Linked DNA regions of Mus musculus: all the other regions are linked to region 1. A link is a contact called in public HiChIP or PLAC-seq and promoter capture Hi-C data. All regions are on one chromosome and are shown on one strand. Each heading gives the region's core, a stretch centred on a gene start, on an enhancer-like site or on the middle of the called end of the contact. The rest is flanking DNA. Distances are from core to core; before and after follow the strand shown.

Evidence for each region. Promoter capture Hi-C pulls out the DNA fragments that hold promoters and counts their contacts. HiChIP or PLAC-seq counts read pairs in DNA pulled down with a chosen protein or histone mark.
Region 2: a promoter capture Hi-C map of embryonic stem cells shows a contact between it and region 1, with 10 times the contacts expected there. The contact joins the enhancer-like site here to the promoter of C2cd5 in region 1. A contact is called at or near these places in 5 of 39 promoter capture datasets (the 3T3-L1 cell line, embryonic stem cells, frontonasal cranial neural crest and 2 more), 1 of 484 Hi-C or Micro-C datasets (cortical neurons), 2 of 115 datasets of contacts at active chromatin or transcription factors (embryonic stem cells and forebrain) and 1 of 9 other capture datasets (embryonic stem cells).
Region 3: a contact with region 1 is called in an H3K27ac HiChIP or PLAC-seq map of large pre-B cells, with 9 times the contacts expected there. The contact joins the enhancer-like site here to the promoter of C2cd5 in region 1. A contact is called at or near these places in 4 of 39 promoter capture datasets (the 3T3-L1 cell line, hippocampal neurons and pre-B cells) and 1 of 115 datasets of contacts at active chromatin or transcription factors (large pre-B cells).
Region 4: a contact with region 1 is called in an H3K27ac HiChIP or PLAC-seq map of large pre-B cells, with 6 times the contacts expected there. The contact joins the enhancer-like site here to the promoter of C2cd5 in region 1. A contact is called at or near these places in 2 of 39 promoter capture datasets (hippocampal neurons and pre-B cells), 2 of 115 datasets of contacts at active chromatin or transcription factors (embryonic stem cells and large pre-B cells) and 1 of 9 other capture datasets (embryonic stem cells).

Annotation. Positions count from the first base shown.
Region 1 is chr6:143,098,441-143,102,316 of GRCm38.p6, forward strand. C2cd5 (C2 calcium-dependent domain containing 5) reads right to left here and starts at 1,712. Exons shown (of 29, transcript NM_001362113.1): 1 at 1,493-1,712; 2 at 1,238-1,356. The coding sequence starts at 1,327.
Region 2 is chr6:144,999,584-145,003,459 of GRCm38.p6, forward strand. Bcat1 (branched chain aminotransferase 1, cytosolic) reads right to left here. Exons shown (of 11, transcript NM_007532.5): 11 at 1-721. The coding sequence ends at 680. Among named protein-coding and RNA genes, the nearest start is that of Gm26666, 46 kb to the right of the region's middle. Within about 2 kb of position 2,193, at least 52 of the 459 cell types and tissues checked have an H3K27ac peak or open chromatin away from gene starts, as enhancers often do. A contact at or near this core is called in embryonic stem cells, where this site is marked.
Region 3 is chr6:144,917,999-144,921,874 of GRCm38.p6, forward strand. No RefSeq gene overlaps it. Among named protein-coding and RNA genes, the nearest start is that of Gm32124, 22 kb to the left of the region's middle. Within about 2 kb of position 1,938, at least 35 of the 459 cell types and tissues checked have an H3K27ac peak or open chromatin away from gene starts, as enhancers often do.
Region 4 is chr6:144,900,716-144,904,591 of GRCm38.p6, forward strand. No RefSeq gene overlaps it. Among named protein-coding and RNA genes, the nearest start is that of Gm32124, 4.9 kb to the left of the region's middle. Within about 2 kb of position 2,091, at least 178 of the 459 cell types and tissues checked have an H3K27ac peak or open chromatin away from gene starts, as enhancers often do. A contact at or near this core is called in pre-B cells, where this site is marked.

The sequences.
Region 1 (3,876 bases), core at 462-2,961:
TACATCAACTAAACCAGAATAGCACAGGGCCTAGCAAACAACCATCATTCAAAAATAACATTCAGCACCTTGTCTAGAGAGGTGGGAAAGTTATAATAGAAGAGACTGCTGCTAGGCTGTGGAGATTTACAAGGTAGATCATCGAAGCACATTATTTCTGCCCCTAGGAATCCACTGCCTAACCTGTAAGATGAGGATATGGCTCCTAGTTAGCTTTGCTGTAAAAACTAAGGATTCAAAAGTACAAAACACAAATATCTCAATAATGAAGCTCAATACATATTAGATATTAATATCAGCTGTGTGGATTACTCTCCAGGCTGCCTGAAAGGCAGTACAACTTCAGTTATCATTAGATCTCTGTTGACATCTGGCCCAGGAGCAAACTGCTTTGGGTTTTGTTTTTTGTTTTTTGTTTTTTTTTTTGGGGGGGGGGGGTTAGTTTGGTTTGTGTTTGTTTGTTTCAATAAAAGATGAAGTTGAACTCAACAAATGCCATAAAAATAAATAAAATAAAAAATACAGTGAATTGCAGTTAATTAGGTTCTGGAACGTTTAAGAATATATTGAGTATAAGTATACTGTCATATGTCTTTGAACCCTAAGCATTAATAGCCCAAATGATTATTGCTCTAATGGTCTGCCTCATTATGTCAACTTTTATTACAATTTCTCCTTGGCTTCTTTCAGGTTGTGAGTTATTAACTTCCGGACAGTAGGCCTGTGCTAATTTGCATGACTTTTAAACTAATCATTAGACTTAAAGAGCAATTTTGCAATTGAAACCCATGGCACTTAATTGACTTCCTACCTCGAGGCAATAAATTACCCTGAAACAGCTCACCTCCCTACCAGTCTACACAAGGGCAGCTTTAGTGCTGCTGTTGTGTGTGACTTGCACTGATGATTCAGACGGTGTTGGGGTACGGGTTGGATGTAGTCGCACCGTGGGGCTGTGGGTGTCCCCAGAGGGCTGGCTGCGTGGACTTGCTGCAGCAATGGCCCTTAACCTCCTAACCGCAAACGAGGTCGTGGCGAGCGTCTCCGCTGCCACGCCTCGGACCGGCAGGTGGTCGGACCGACGCCCTGACCGCGAGCTTGGCAGCGGGACGTGTCCAGGACCGATGGCCACATCTCACGGGCTGGGGGCGGGCGGGCATCCCTCCACGGAGCCGGGGACCGCGGGAAGGGCAGGGCTCGGCGCCCCGTGCTCTGGGGGGCAGGACCAGGAACCAACCTCCACGAAGGCATCCGTCAGGTCACTGGCACGGTCCATCACCGGCAAATGGCGACCGGCCACAATTTTCACCTTCAGCTTCCCCGGCATCACGGCGGCTTCGGCCTCTCCTAGGATTCCTGCAGAAACAAACAAGCGAGTCTGCGCCGAGCGAGCGAGCGAGCGCGAGCCCGGGGGGGGGGGGCGCGGGGGCGCGCGGAGAGGCGTCGGGAGCGCGCGCCAACTGACAGCGGAGGGCGCGCGCGCCGCACTCACGCTCTGAGCAGGAACCGAGTCGTCCCGCGCGGCCACCGAGGCCTCATTCCGGAGAAGCAGCCGGAGGAAGGGCGCCGGCCAGCCGTGCTGCCCTACCCCTGACGTGCTGCAGAGAGCCGCCAAGTCCAGTCAGCATCCCGCAAAGCAGGCACCGCGCCCACCCACCTTTCTCCTCCCACCTTCCAAAAATGGCGGCTCGAGGGGCGGGAGCGATCGATCTCTCGGTGCTCTGCCCTGCGGCGGGGCCGATTTGAATTCGCGGGGCCATGGGAGAGGGGCGGGGCTGAGCTGGAGAGCAGGGGAACCGGTCGAGCCCTGCATCATCTACCCAGCCTCGGGTCGGTTAGGTGCAGGAGCCGTGCTGAGGACACGCTCCAGCGCTCTGGGCACCCGGCGCTGGTGACAACCCAGCCGCGCTTCATTTTGTTGGCCCTTGGACAGACTGCTGCTGCCAAGCATACTAGAGGAGTCTACTTTTAGTGTTTCCTGAGACGGCCACCAGGAAGGGGTACTGATGCGAGTAGTGGTTTTCTATGAATTTCAGTAAGAATCCTCTGGTTAGAGTCAGGTGTGGGGACGCACACCTGTCAACCCAGAACTTGGAAAGTGGAGGCAGGAGGATTGCATCGAGTTCTTAGCCAGCCTGGGCAACAGACGAAAAGTTTGGCTCAAAAAAGAAAAAAAAAAAAAAAAAAAAAAAAAAAAAAAAAAAAAAAAGGAAAAGGGACAAAAAATTACACACACGCATCTCAGCTAGTGAAAATAAATATTATTTCTTCAAAGACTTATTTCAGTCACAGGCAATTGTACTGTGTACTGGGTTATAGATGGCACTTCACACTTCCTTATGTCAGTGTGAACTTTGTGTGTCAGTGTGAACTTTCTTTTTTGAGGCAACATCTTGCCTGCTGGCCTCTCCTTGGTATGCAGCCCAGGCTGGCTTTGAATGTGGCAGTCTTCCTGGTGTATTGTCACAAGTGCTAAGGTGATGGGTTTGTGCCTGCACATCCAGCTCTCTAAGTATTAAGCATTCACACGCCTAAAGGAAAGGTCTACAGTGCTGGCTAAAAGTCAGCAAGAAACGAACCTCCAGCGGTACATGTAGTCAGTGTGAGAAATGAGCCCGAAGAAGACCTCACTAGGTCTCTGTAAATTGACCCCACTCTAGATACATCATGAGCCTGTCAAAGTGGGGTATTAGATACTGCTTCAGACTATCAGAAAATGATTGGGGTTGAAGCCCACACACAGGATGGAACAAGAGCACTTCCTACACTATGGCAAACCCAGCATTGGCAATACACTCTGTAGTAAATACTGAAATCAACACTGAAAATGCCAGTGGGAAAAAAATCACAGCACTGAATTTATCAGGAATGGAAAATTCCTAAATGAAGATATCAGCATGGTCTTTTTAACTTCAAAAATACTAAAACAGGATAGAAAAATTACTTGAAGTGGTAATGAACCAGAAACGCCCTTTCAAAAAGAGTCCTCCTGAGAAAGGAATTTTGCCCATGGGCAAAACTGAATTCTTCCAAAGAAAATGTCCTGCTCAAAAGAAGAAAAAGAATAAGTAAAAGATACATTGTTGCATACTGTTTGGACTAGAGAAATTTCCATCCTTGTCAGTAACAATAAGATCACAATCTCACATAATTTCCTTGGACCCACCTGTAGCTTTTTCCTAAGCACCTAAACTATCCTTGCTGAATTCAAGGGTCTACTACAAATCAGTCCATGTTCTTTACATTGTTTTCCCCTTCACTGAACCATTTTATTTAATAAACCATTTTTTAATGAAATCTATATCTAAGATTGTTCTCTCTGCATCTTCTCAACTGTTCCTCATCCTGCTTGGCGGTAGTCTTTGCAGTTTTTGGTCTGATGATAAACTCCTTGCTGAGGTAAATGCCCACACGGACATGTGGGCCGCTGGCCTTTTCTGCTGTCAATTGTGGATGACATTTCCTGTAAACCTGGACTGTCTTGCCAATCAGCTGACCTTTTAAGTGTCCTCACACAACCTGAACTTCATCCTTTGGGATACACAGAGATCAAGCCCCTGCCTCAGATCTTTGGAAAGGGGGATAGAGATGTTGAAATCCCTTTCCCATCGCTCCAGTTAGAAAGAGCTGAAAATAGTGACACGTGTCTTTAATTCCCAGCCCCAGAAAGGCAGAGGAAGGTAGATCTCTGAGTTCAAAGCCAGTCTGGTCTACATTGCAAGTTCCACTTAGGTCAGAGTTACACAGTGAGAAACCGTCTGTCCCTGCAGCTCCCTCCCCACCAGAAAAGAAATTTGCAAAAGTCCTTCAGTTTGTCAGTCACCCACTAGCAATGGTGCCCGAAGACCAGAGCTGCCTTATTATACGGATGGCGGG
Region 2 (3,876 bases), core at 943-3,442, 1.9 Mb after region 1:
CACCTTGGGTGAGATTAGTGCAGACCGTGATACGAAGAAGGGACAGTCACCTTAGCGTGGACCCAGGGACCAACGGAGAAAAGAAATCCAGGTGACCGAACTTTTGATTAAAAAACAAAAACAAATCATGGTAGGACGCCTGTCAATCACCCCAGCATCCAGAAGGCTGAGGGAGACGGGAAGGCTGCTCTGAGTCTGAGACCAGCCGGGGTGAACATTAGGGAACACCAGGCCAGCAGGGCTGCATGGGGAGCCCAAATCTGCCCCAATTAGAAACAAACAAACAAAAAAAAAACAACCAAAACAAAAAACAAAAGAACCTCACCAGCAAAAGAAACAAAGTGTCCTGCTCTGAGAGTGCCCATGAGTCACAGGGAGGCCGCCTGTGACATTTCCTCAGTAGCCCTTCCAGCACATAGACATCTTATTGGTTTGGGAACCCATTCTCCTACTAAGGATCTGGTACAGGGTGAGGGAGACTACAGTAAGCAATTGCTACCATGTATATAGGTGGCATTGAACACTGGCAACTTTCTGTGGCTCAAGGAAAAAAACCTCATTTGGTAACACATGAGGAACGCGACTACAATGTGCAAGACTAGATGGTCACAGGTGGTCCCAGCTCGAGGGCAGGAGTCGCTCTTCTGTGGCACCGTCACCGATACCCTGAGCTTTGCCGTCAGGGTAGCTCGATTGTCCAGTCACTCTCCACCCTTCCATACTGAAACAAAAGCAAAAACACGTGCTTCAGTCTAAAAGCGAGCAGCTCAACAAAACCCCACAGGCTCCATCAGCTGCAGCAGGGGCTCTGCAGCTAAGAGCTCGGACTGATCTTCCAGAGGACCTGGCTTCTATCAGCACCTGGGTTCAAAAGTCTTTAATTCCCGCTCCAGCGGATTCAACACCCTCTCTGTTTCATGTGCACATACCACCCCCTCTATTCCCATAGACACATAATTAAAAATAAAAGCGAATCTTCTAAAAAAAGAAAATGAGTGTGTTGGCACCTACCCGTAGTCCCAGCACTTGGGAGGTGAAGGCAGTAAGGATCGACAGGCATTTAAGGCTAGCCTGGACTGTAAAAGACTATCTCAATCAATCAATAAAATGATAATGGCCTCAGGATGAACCTGCAGCTTCCTTTTCCTACTCCATGAAACAAGAGCCCATTCCTCACACCCCTTTCCCTGATGCCTGAAGCCCAGGCTCCTGCTGCCCCGAGGCAGGCATGGTGGTATTAATAATATTCATCTTGTTAGGATACCATGGAAGAATTTGATGCTTGCTGTGATGTGATGTCTGCCGTGTCTCTTCAATAGCTCTGGTTTGAAGGCTCTGTCCCCAGGGTGGAGCTACCAAATGATAGCAGAACTGAAGCTGTGGCCTTGGCCCTTAGCTCACTAGAGCCATTGCCTTTCACTGCATAGAAACCTGCCACCTACCTGCCAGTCTCAGAGACCAGACCAATGTCTAATCTCTAAAACTGTGAGCTAGACAAACCTTTTCTCGTTATAAAATGACTACCTCAAGTATGTTGTTTAATAATATGAAACCTATCAATGCCATATTGTTTAAGACATTTCCCGTCTCTTCCTATATGTAAATACACAAAAGTAACACATGAGCTGTATTTAAAAAAAATTATCTTGGCATCTCATTCCTTCTTTCAATGAAGAAATATTACTGTCTGTATACTCTACCCAAGACTTGTGCTAATCCCAAGGGACATAAAGAGAAGTTTAAAACAAAGCAAAACAAACAAACAAACAAACAAACAAACCCAAAACCCAAGCATTCAAGCAGCTCTAGGAGGGACGGGTGTGACTGAACTTTGGAGTCTAGGTAGCTCAGGAGGTATTTAAAAGCTTTCCACAGGAGGTGTGCCGCACATGCTCTGGGGGAACTCTGGAAGGTTCAGGGCCAGCCTGGTCTACACAGTGGGACCCTGTCTTAAAAACAAATCCAATGAAAAGGTTCCTACAGGGATTGAACACTGAAGGACAGACAGCCATGACCTTATAATGCAACCACGTTGTAGGAGGCTCAGCAGAGACGTGGCCTCATGAAACAAAGGTGCTTTTGCCCCGCCCCCCACCCCCAGAGTGGGAGCTGGGAGTGTAGGGTGGGTGGAAACAGGAGAGCAGGCGACATGGAGAGCTAGTGCCTCTCCCTCCTCATTATAAAAAGAAGGGGTGGGGCACAAAACAATCTTGTGTTGGGACTGTGCCCTTTGCAGGAGGTAAAGTGAAGGTCCCGTAAGCTAGCACCCAGGGACCAATGTGGATAATTAGCTACACCGGACAAGTACTTATCCTAATATTCAAAAGTTTATACATCTGAGGTTTCAAAAATTCCCCCTGGGTCATACTGGCAAGAACTTGGGTTTTAATTTTTCTTTTGTGGGTTTTTTTTTAACTCTTGTCTTTAATTTTGTGGAACACTTTGTAGGGAAACATCATGTTTCTGTGTAACACCCAAAGAGATCAAATGTCAAACATGATGTAACATCAGACTTCTTTTTTCCCCCTCAGTAATTACTAAAATTATTTTTCTTGGAAACAGGCGAGCTAGTCACTTGGCTAACAGCACCAATTTGCCATCTTGTCAGAGGATAATTTGGAGACTTGAGGACACAAGCATAAAATAATTGAGGGAAGAAGATGTGGTTTTGATTATGGACGGAAGGCCCTGTTGCTTAACGCACTGGGGGACACGGGGGTGTGTGCTTGTGACTGACTCCGAGTCATCTCTGATCTCCTGTGCCTGTGGTTACGACCTTTGTCTTTGTTCAGTATGGATTCTGAGTGGACGGGGGGGGGGGGGGGGGGGGGGCTCAGACTTGCAAAATGTGTGATGACTGTGAACTTCTGATCCCCATGTCCACCCACCAAGTGCTGGATTACCAGCATGTGCCTGCAACCGGAAATACTCTACTTCCCCAGGCCTGACGTTGGATTTAATGTCACCGTCCCTGAAGCACATAAATCAAGAGGGGAAAGTTTGGGTTTTCTCAACCGCTCTACCACATGTGTCTGTTATTTATTTTTTTCCTTTTTCCAGTGTGTGTGTGTGTGTGTGTGTGTGTGTGTGTGTGTGGTGTTGTAGGCGTGTCTATATGTGTCTGGACATGTGGACATGTAGATACATATATATATATGTGCACGTGCATGCAAAGTCCTAAGGTTGACACTCTTCTTCCTTATTCACAGAGATAGGGTCACTCAATCAAGCCCAGAGCGCATGGATAAGGCTGGTTGAACTGGGCAGATTGCTTTGGGGATCTCCTGGCTTTCTTTCAGAATCACCAGGTGGGTTGTCATGTCATGCAGCAATCTACATAGGATTCTGGGTACCTGAATTCTGTGGGTGACAAGCATTTAAGCACTCATCCCCTATGTGCGTCTTTTCAATTTTAACCTTTAAAAAAAAAAATCAGGTCTCACTATATAGCCCTGTTGAACGCCAACTCCCGATGTAGACCAGGCTGGCTTTGAACTCAGAGATCCCTTGCCCATCCCTCCAAAGTGCTGGGATTAAAGGTGTTCTCCTCACCAACTTTCTTATAAAAGATCTCTATGGAAAGCACCTCACTGGTGTAAAACAATAAGTAACTATTCTCTTTCCTTCTTTATTAGTTATTAGTTTTGGCTTTTTAAGACAGGGTTTCATATAGCCCAGGCTAGCTTGGAAGTTCATTTGGTGGAGGATGGCCTCTGGTCTCCTGAACTCCAGATGTAGTGAGATTACAAATGTGACCAGCTGTCTGGTGTGAGAGGCTGGGGCCTGACCCCAAGGCTTTGTGCCCAGTAAGCAAGGACTCCACCAAATGAGCTCTGTCCCCAGCCTGAGAAACTCGGGAGAGAAAAGCAGGTGGCT
Region 3 (3,876 bases), core at 688-3,187, 1.8 Mb after region 1:
GTGAAGTCACACACGCACAAAAGCTACAGCAGTTCTTGGCCCTGGACCTGCGTAAAGCTGCTCTGTCAATGGTCAGTCATGTGTCTGCCGGCTGATAACTCTGGACACCTGGAAAAATCTTTGAATCTGTCTTTCATGTGTACCCACCAGCAAAAAGGGGTTCTTGTCATGGCACCAATGTTGTGTGTTATAAAAAGAAAAAGAAGCCAGGGATATGTTTGGTGGAGGTGCAGTATGGTGTGGGGGAAGGGGCCACCTCTGTGGGCCTATGCTGAGGCATTCCTTCCCCATGAGGTACCAGCTAGGTGTGGCCTTGCTGAAGGAAGTGTGTCACTAGGGGTGGGCTTTAAGGTTCAAATGCTCAAGCCAGGCACAGTGTTGTTCTCTCTCCTCCTATTGCCTCCTAATCCACATTTAGAACTCTTAGAAGCCTGTCCAGTACCGTGTCTGCCTGTGCACTGCCACACTTCCCACCACGATGAACTGCAGACCAGCCCCAATGAAATGCTTTCCTTTATAAAAGTTGTCGTGGTCATAGAGTCATCTCAGCAATAGAAACCCTACCTAAGGAAGTCACACGACAAAACAAAGAGATGAGGATGAGAATGAGAGTTTTCAGGAAGACTGAAGATTAGCACGGGTCAGAGAGAAATAAGATGTGGAGTGAGAGTAGTCAGAGGAGGGGTGCATGTGTGCCGTGTGTGTGTGTGTGTGTGTGTGTGTGTGTGTGTGCGCGTGTGTGTGTGTGTGTAGCGTGTAGCATGTGGCATGTGTGTGTGCATGTGTGGTGTGTATATGTGTTCATGTGTGTGTGTGGTGTGTGGGAAGATATTCATGTATGTGTGTGTGGTGTGTGTATGAGCATATGCATGTGTGTGTGTGGTGTGTGGGAAGATATTCATGTATGTGTGTGTGGTGTGTGTATGAGCATATGCATGTGTGTGTGTGGTGTGTGGGAAGATATTCATGTATGTGTGTGTGGTGTGTGTATGAGCATATGCATGTGTGTGTGCATTTGTGGTAGGTGTATATGTGTATGTATACATGTGAATGTGTGTGTGTGTGGTGTGAGCATGTACATATGCATATGTGTGGTATGTGTATTGTGTGTGCAGGTGTATGTGGTATGTGTGCATCTACATATGCATGTGTGTGTAGTGTGTGTGAGTGGGTAGGGGTGGGTATGCATATGTGTGTGGTATGAGTGTGTGTGCATATGCATGTGTGTGTATGCATGTGTGGTGGGTGTATATGTGTGTGTGCATGTATACCTGTGCATGTGCGTGTATGTGTGTGTGTGTGTGCATCTATGCGTGCCTTGTGTGGTCTGTATATGTGTGGTGTGGGGCATGCATGTATGTGCGTGTCTGTGGTGGGTGTGTGGTATGTGTGTATATGTGTATGTGGTATGTGTGGTATATGTGTGCATGTGTGTGAAAATGCCAAGTAACAGATTTAATGAATTAAAAAAGAAAATATTAAGAGTCATGTGTGACTTAAGATTGGAGTCCAACCTACCAAAAATATCTCTAAAGGAAAAGCTAATTCATTTCCATAAAGACTAGAAATGATCTGGGCTAGCAAAGGAGGGAGATGTGGGCGGACAGAGCGTGACTTAAAAGCAGGGAGGGATCACTCTTTGGGGTGGTTTTGATAAATCTCTCATCAGGTGGTTTGTCATTCTTTGGGCCGAGAGCAATGAAAGTACACTATCAGGCTCTCCTAAAATAAACCATAGCAGACTTTTAAAAAGTTACCCTCAAAGGGTACTTTGTTCTTTTTCTCTGGAGCCAATCCAAAACCAACAACAACAAAGGAAGGCAAAGAAGGGTGTAAAGCCTTAATCTGGGTCAGTTTGTGTAATTCAACTTAATCTAACTCAACACACTTCATTGAGTGTGTGCTGTGTGGAGGGCATCGTCTCTCCACTTCCTGTCTGTGACCTCATCTCTGCACTTCAGACGTGTGTCGTGCAAGGAAGCGATGGGTGTTCAGGTCAGAAGTCAGATTACATTTGACCCATAACAAGCAAACTCTTTATACCCTGACTAACCAGCACTGGATGGGGATGGAAATATCAGCTCACTGTCAGGGCCATGACTGCCGTTCTATAGGGTACTTAAAGTTCATGAGTTCATGAGTCCTGGTTCTTGGTGTTAGGAGTGGGGGTTAGCAAGAATTCGAGTGTGTGTGTGTGTATGTGTGTGTGTGTGTGTGTGTGTGTGTGTGTATGTGTGTGTGTGTGTGTGTGTGTGTGTGTGTGTGTGTGAGAGAGAGAGAGTCTGTGTGTCTGTGTCTGTGTGTGTCTGGGTCTGTGTGTGTGTATGTGTGTCTGTGTGTCTGTGTGTGTGTGTGTGTGTGTGTGTGTGTGTGTGTGTGTGTGTGTGTGTGTGAATAAGACAGCTACCTTGAAGGTAGTGCAATAGTACAGTTGGTAAATGCTTGCCACAAAACCATAAGGACCTAGGTTCTACATAAAGGGCTGGCCATGGCCACACTTATAATTCCAGTTCTGTGGAAGAGCAAGAGGATCTCTGGGGCTTGCTGGTTAGCCAGTTAAGCCAATCAGAAGTCTCCAGAAACAAGGTAGAGACTAGCTGAAGAAACACCCTACATCGACTTCTGCCCCCACCCCCCACAGGCACGCACACATGCACATGAATGCACACACACACACAAATAAATAAAAATCAAACTATGTTTAAGTGACTCTCTTGCTGTTCGTATGAAATACTATCTTTATGGTGCACTTTGTTTCACGTAAGGGAGCTAAGACTTTACAGTACCAGCTAAGGCCCATTCAGTCTCTGAAATACCAGTTGACGGCGTGGCCCTCTCCAAAGGCAGAGGAGGCAGGGAATCCAATCTCTTCAATAAGCAGCTGCAAGGTTCAGAGATGCACGGGACCAACAGGAAGGAATCCACAGAGCTCCTATCCCAGGGCACTGGCACCACAGTTCACGTGTCACCATCCCAAGACACAGTCACAAGTCCAAGTGCTTACACTGAGTCAGTCAGTATTGGTGGCACTTGGTTATAATCCCAGCAGTTAAGGGGTCCAGGCAGGAGGATTGCCATGAAGTCTACATGAATACCAGGCAAACCTGGGTCATAGACTGCAACTCTGTCTCAAAGAAAATAAAGGAAAAATTCATATTGTAAAGTGCAATGAGGGGACATAATCATGCACATACACACATGAGCACACGTGTGCACACACACGTGCATGCATGCCCATATACATACATGTACACTCACACATGCACACATGTACACATACGTCTGTTCCTTTCTAGTTCAAAGGCAGAAGAAGAATTTTATTCCCTCCACATGAGTGATCTCAACCAATTCAACACAGTGTACCAAGAAGCCACATTCCCTGAGACATGGGTATCCAGTCCTGACAACGGCCTTGCAAAAGAGACTTCCTTGGCCCTTTTGAGTATTGGTACCATAGAGAGCAAGTTGGGGTCCTGCAAGCATGCCTCTGGTCTTGTGTACCATGCAGGAAAGCCTAAATTCAATCCCTAGAACTGCACAAACTAGGCACAGTTCTACAGGCCTGTAATACCAACACTCAGGAAACAGAGGCAGGAGGATCAGTGACTCAAGGCTATCCTCAGCTATGTGGAGTATCTGAGGCCAGCCTGGGCTACAGAAGAACAGTTTAAAAAAAATACTATGGAGGCCTTTGAAACCAGCGTTGTCGGTGTGACCAAATGAGAGGGTGTCCTTTAGCAGTGTGGCTGGAAGTCACGGGCACTTGAGGTTAGCCAGGACTGAGAAGAAGTCAAATCAAAGCCTCCCAGGAATGCAGCATTGAAGAGGGATCCTGGGCTCTGTCCTGAAGGGCCCCAAACAAGAACATTCAGCTTG
Region 4 (3,876 bases), core at 841-3,340, 1.8 Mb after region 1:
CCTCTCCAACGTCAGTTACAACAAGTTTTAAAAATAGCTTATTCTGGACCTGGTAGTGTGCGCCTCAGTAGTCCCAGCACCAGGGAGGTAGAAGCAGAAAGAAGCTTTAGAGTTCAAAGGCCAATATCCAAGCCGGGCGTGGTGGCGCACATCTTTAATCCCAGCACTCGGGAGGCCGAGGCAGGCGGATTTCTGAGTTCAAGGCCAGCTGGTCTACAAAGTGAGTTCCAGGACAGCCAGGGCTGCACAGAGAAACCCTGTCTCGAAAAACCAAAAAAAAAAAAAAACCCCATATAGTGAGTTTGAGGCCAGCCCGAGCTTCATTAAGATCTGACTCAAAACAAGAAAACAGCTCAAAGAAATGTTTTTCAACCATGGACACAGTTGGCCTTTCAAGTTGCCTACGTGAGAGATCTAAGTATCCACACTGGCTTCCAAGCACTTCCCTATCCTTTCTCTTCATAATCTAAGAAACAAGACAGATAATATTCTGCTGAAGGTCATGTTGTCTCCTAAGGTCATGTGCTAATTAGCAGTGCTAATTTCTAGAGACCAGATCTCTTCGCACCTTGTTGGTGGGGACACATCTTTACCTGGTGGGTCACTGAAAGTGCTTCATGGTGCGGACTTGGAAAGATGGTGTCTATATTTAGATTGTTGGTGTGCACCACTCGCTGGGTAAACACTGTTGGAGCTGCTTTTGATAGGTGGACTTAGGCTTGCACAACCAATGGAGAGCAGGTAGGTAAGAGAAGAGACTGGGATGTCATTTTAGTTTGGAAACCATTAAATATAATCATCTGTGTATGTGTGTGTGTGTGTGTGTGTGTGTGTGTGTGTGTGTCCATGTAAGAAAGTGAGGGAGACTTAGAGGTGGAAAAATAACACATTCCAGCCCATAATATGCTGCCGCCCTCTGTGTCCCACAATCCATGAAGATGCAGTGAGACGCCATAGGTCAATCAAAGCCAGGAAGGCTGAAATGTGTGCTAAAGTGTAGGGATTAAAATATTATGCCTGACACTGTATAATGCATGGTGGGAGAAAAAAAATTTTCGTGAGTATAAATTAGCTTTACTGTTGAGTGTAAAAGTCTTCCTTTTGGTTATTTATGAAGCTTCATCTTGAAGATTGCCTTCCCTGCGTAACAAGCAAATCAGAATTTGTCATGTGCAAATCTTGTAAAGATTGCAAGGCCGGTGCATAATTAGCCTCAGAAAAGTGTGACCAAACTGAGTGAGAAATAAAAACACTATGTAAAGGCAGGCAGGCCAGGGGAGGTTGGGGCGTGTTTGGGGCGTGGTCAGTCGTGGTGGGCCTTGATCAGGGTGTGGTCGGGCCTTGGGCGGGGTGTGGTTGGAGTGTGGTCGGCCCTGGAAACTTTCACTCTAGGTTTTCCTGACTTGGTGATATATGTTCAAAGTCTGGAGAGAAAGTAAAATTATGTAACAAGTGTTTCTCTTCTGCTGTTCAAACGGCTGCTATTGTTCCTAGATCAAAGACTTTGGTGATGAAGTGCTTACAGGGCTCTGAGTAGGAAGAAATATTTAAATAGGGAAGAACAGAGAGCGCAAGCTGGCAGAAGAAGGAAATAAGGGGTGGGGAGGAAGGGCTGGCGCGGTGATCTGCCAACGGTGAGTGCCTAAGACCCTCAGACTGGAGCATGCCTAAGCTTCCCCGCTGACAACCTCACTCAAGCTCCGGTTGTATTTCTGCTCTAAAAATCAGAGGCGAGCTCCCCCCACCCCACCCCCTGGTGCCACACATGTGCCCTTCTGCCTAATCCAGTGTGTAATGTTCTGAAGTCATGTTTGAGTTTCCTGTAAGGCACACACCGCCCTTCTTCACCAAAGAAAGACTTGTTTCGAGGTCAGATGTTTCTCACCAAGACACGGAGAAAATCCCCAGCTAATTGCTGTTGTTCAAACCCTCTTCCATCTCCTGCCTCCAGGGATGGAAGCCCGGTGCCCCCGGGGACCATTACATAGCAGTCTGTCAGGCCTTCGCGCCTGCGCAGCCTGCTGAGCTCATCCTCTGGCAGGGTGGAGTGCAGGCCAACGCTGGGTGTGAAAGCTTTGAGGGGGAAAACCCAGGAAGTGGTCGGATGACTCCGTGCTGGTACTTTGTTGAGTCAGACCTGGGATGGTTTCAGTGTGCAGAGTAGACACCAAGCTGCCAAAGAGATGTCCATCCTCTCTCTTGTCCCTTGGGTGTTCCTCAGACCTCGGGACCTCTTCCCTCACTTTGATTGCGGAGTCAGTGCCTTCAAGCCCACTGTTCTGTCCCAGCCCAGGTACCTGACAAAGCAGCTGCAGGGCTGCTAACAATACACTCGTTGTGTCTGTAGAGTGAGAGCCAACACAGAGCGTGTCCGGAATCTGATTCTTAGTTGTACAGAGCCTCCTGCAGCCTGTATTCTCTTTAAAATGCTTTAGCTGTTCCTGAATGTCTTCTGGACCAGTTCTTATCACTCTGGCAAACAGGCTACTTAAAAGGAGGAATGGCTCTTTGGGGCTCATGGTTTGAAAGGGTACAGAGGGAAAGGCGAGGAATTCACTGCTGGGGGAGCAGAGGGTACGGCTGAGAGTCTTCACCTCTCCACACACCAGCAGGCAGGAAGTGGGGTCAGGTCACAAACCTCGAGGTCCGCCCCAAAAGCAACCCACTTCCTCCAGAGAAGCTTCGTCTCCTGAAGGCTCCGTATCTCCCCCCACAGGACCACCAGCTGGGAACGGGTGTTCAGATGCCCGGGCCTGGGGGCACAGTCACATCCAAAGCATACATAACGCACTCCTTAATCAAGTCATTGTCTGCACTCTGAGAAGCACTGTCGAGCAAATGTCTTGTCACTTAATCTTGTCACTTGGACAGAGTGGTTGCAGCATAAATTCATATGGAGAAGACATCTGATAGAGTTTAAGTCCTGCACAAAGCAAATTAAGGATTTCTGGGAACTGAGTAGGCAATAAGGTAGAAGGGAACAGGGGGAGGGGGTGGAAATGAACATCCGTGCTCTACCCATGCATCCAAACAGACATTGCTTTAAAAAAACAAAAAGTCAATTTCCATGTATCCGTGCCCTTTATAACCTTCCTAGGGAAGGTTGTAGGACTTTCTGTGGTCTTTCTATACTGTAAATATGAGCGTGATAATGCTTTTCAAACATTTCTACTCCAAAAAAAAAAATTCTTTTAATGAAAAGCTACAGCCCAGAAGTCAAAGGGTCCACACCCACCCTCCCATGCTGTTCATGTCTGTGGGTTCCAGTAATTATCCTTAAAAATTCCCTGAGAGCAATTTCTTAGATTAATGACCTTCAGGGAGGCTGACACCTTCAGAAGTTAGCAAAAGTTCCCCCTCATTAGAGAATGTGCAGGTGGAATTAAGTTTAAAGAGATGGGGAGACTGTGCTGCCTTAGCTCGGAAGATCCTCTGTGGAAGAGGGATGGATGCAGGAGGGTCAGAACACAGAGAAGGGACAGGGGACTGGAGACTGGAGTGGTGTGCTTTGTAAAACAAAGGAAGAAGGAGCCCTGAGCCAGCAAGCTAGAAAGGAGCAGAAAGAGTATTCCCCCCTCGATGCCTGCAGAAGCAACGGAGGCCTCCTGATCCTTCAGTGCAGTGTCGCTCGGAAGCTCCATCCTTACAGGGGCAGTTTCCATGGCCAAGCTCCTGGTGACTTCTGCCACACCTGCCGGATCTGACAGAGAGTGAGACATAGGAGCCCAAGGGATGGCTGCACAGTGAAGACACAGAGATTCCTAGACAGACCTCCCGTTCTGGGCAGCATCTTTTTACTGTGCCAACCTAAGAAAGTCAGCATAAAGGAAACTTCATGTATTGTGGCTCACAGATTCAGATTTCGGGCCATGGTCA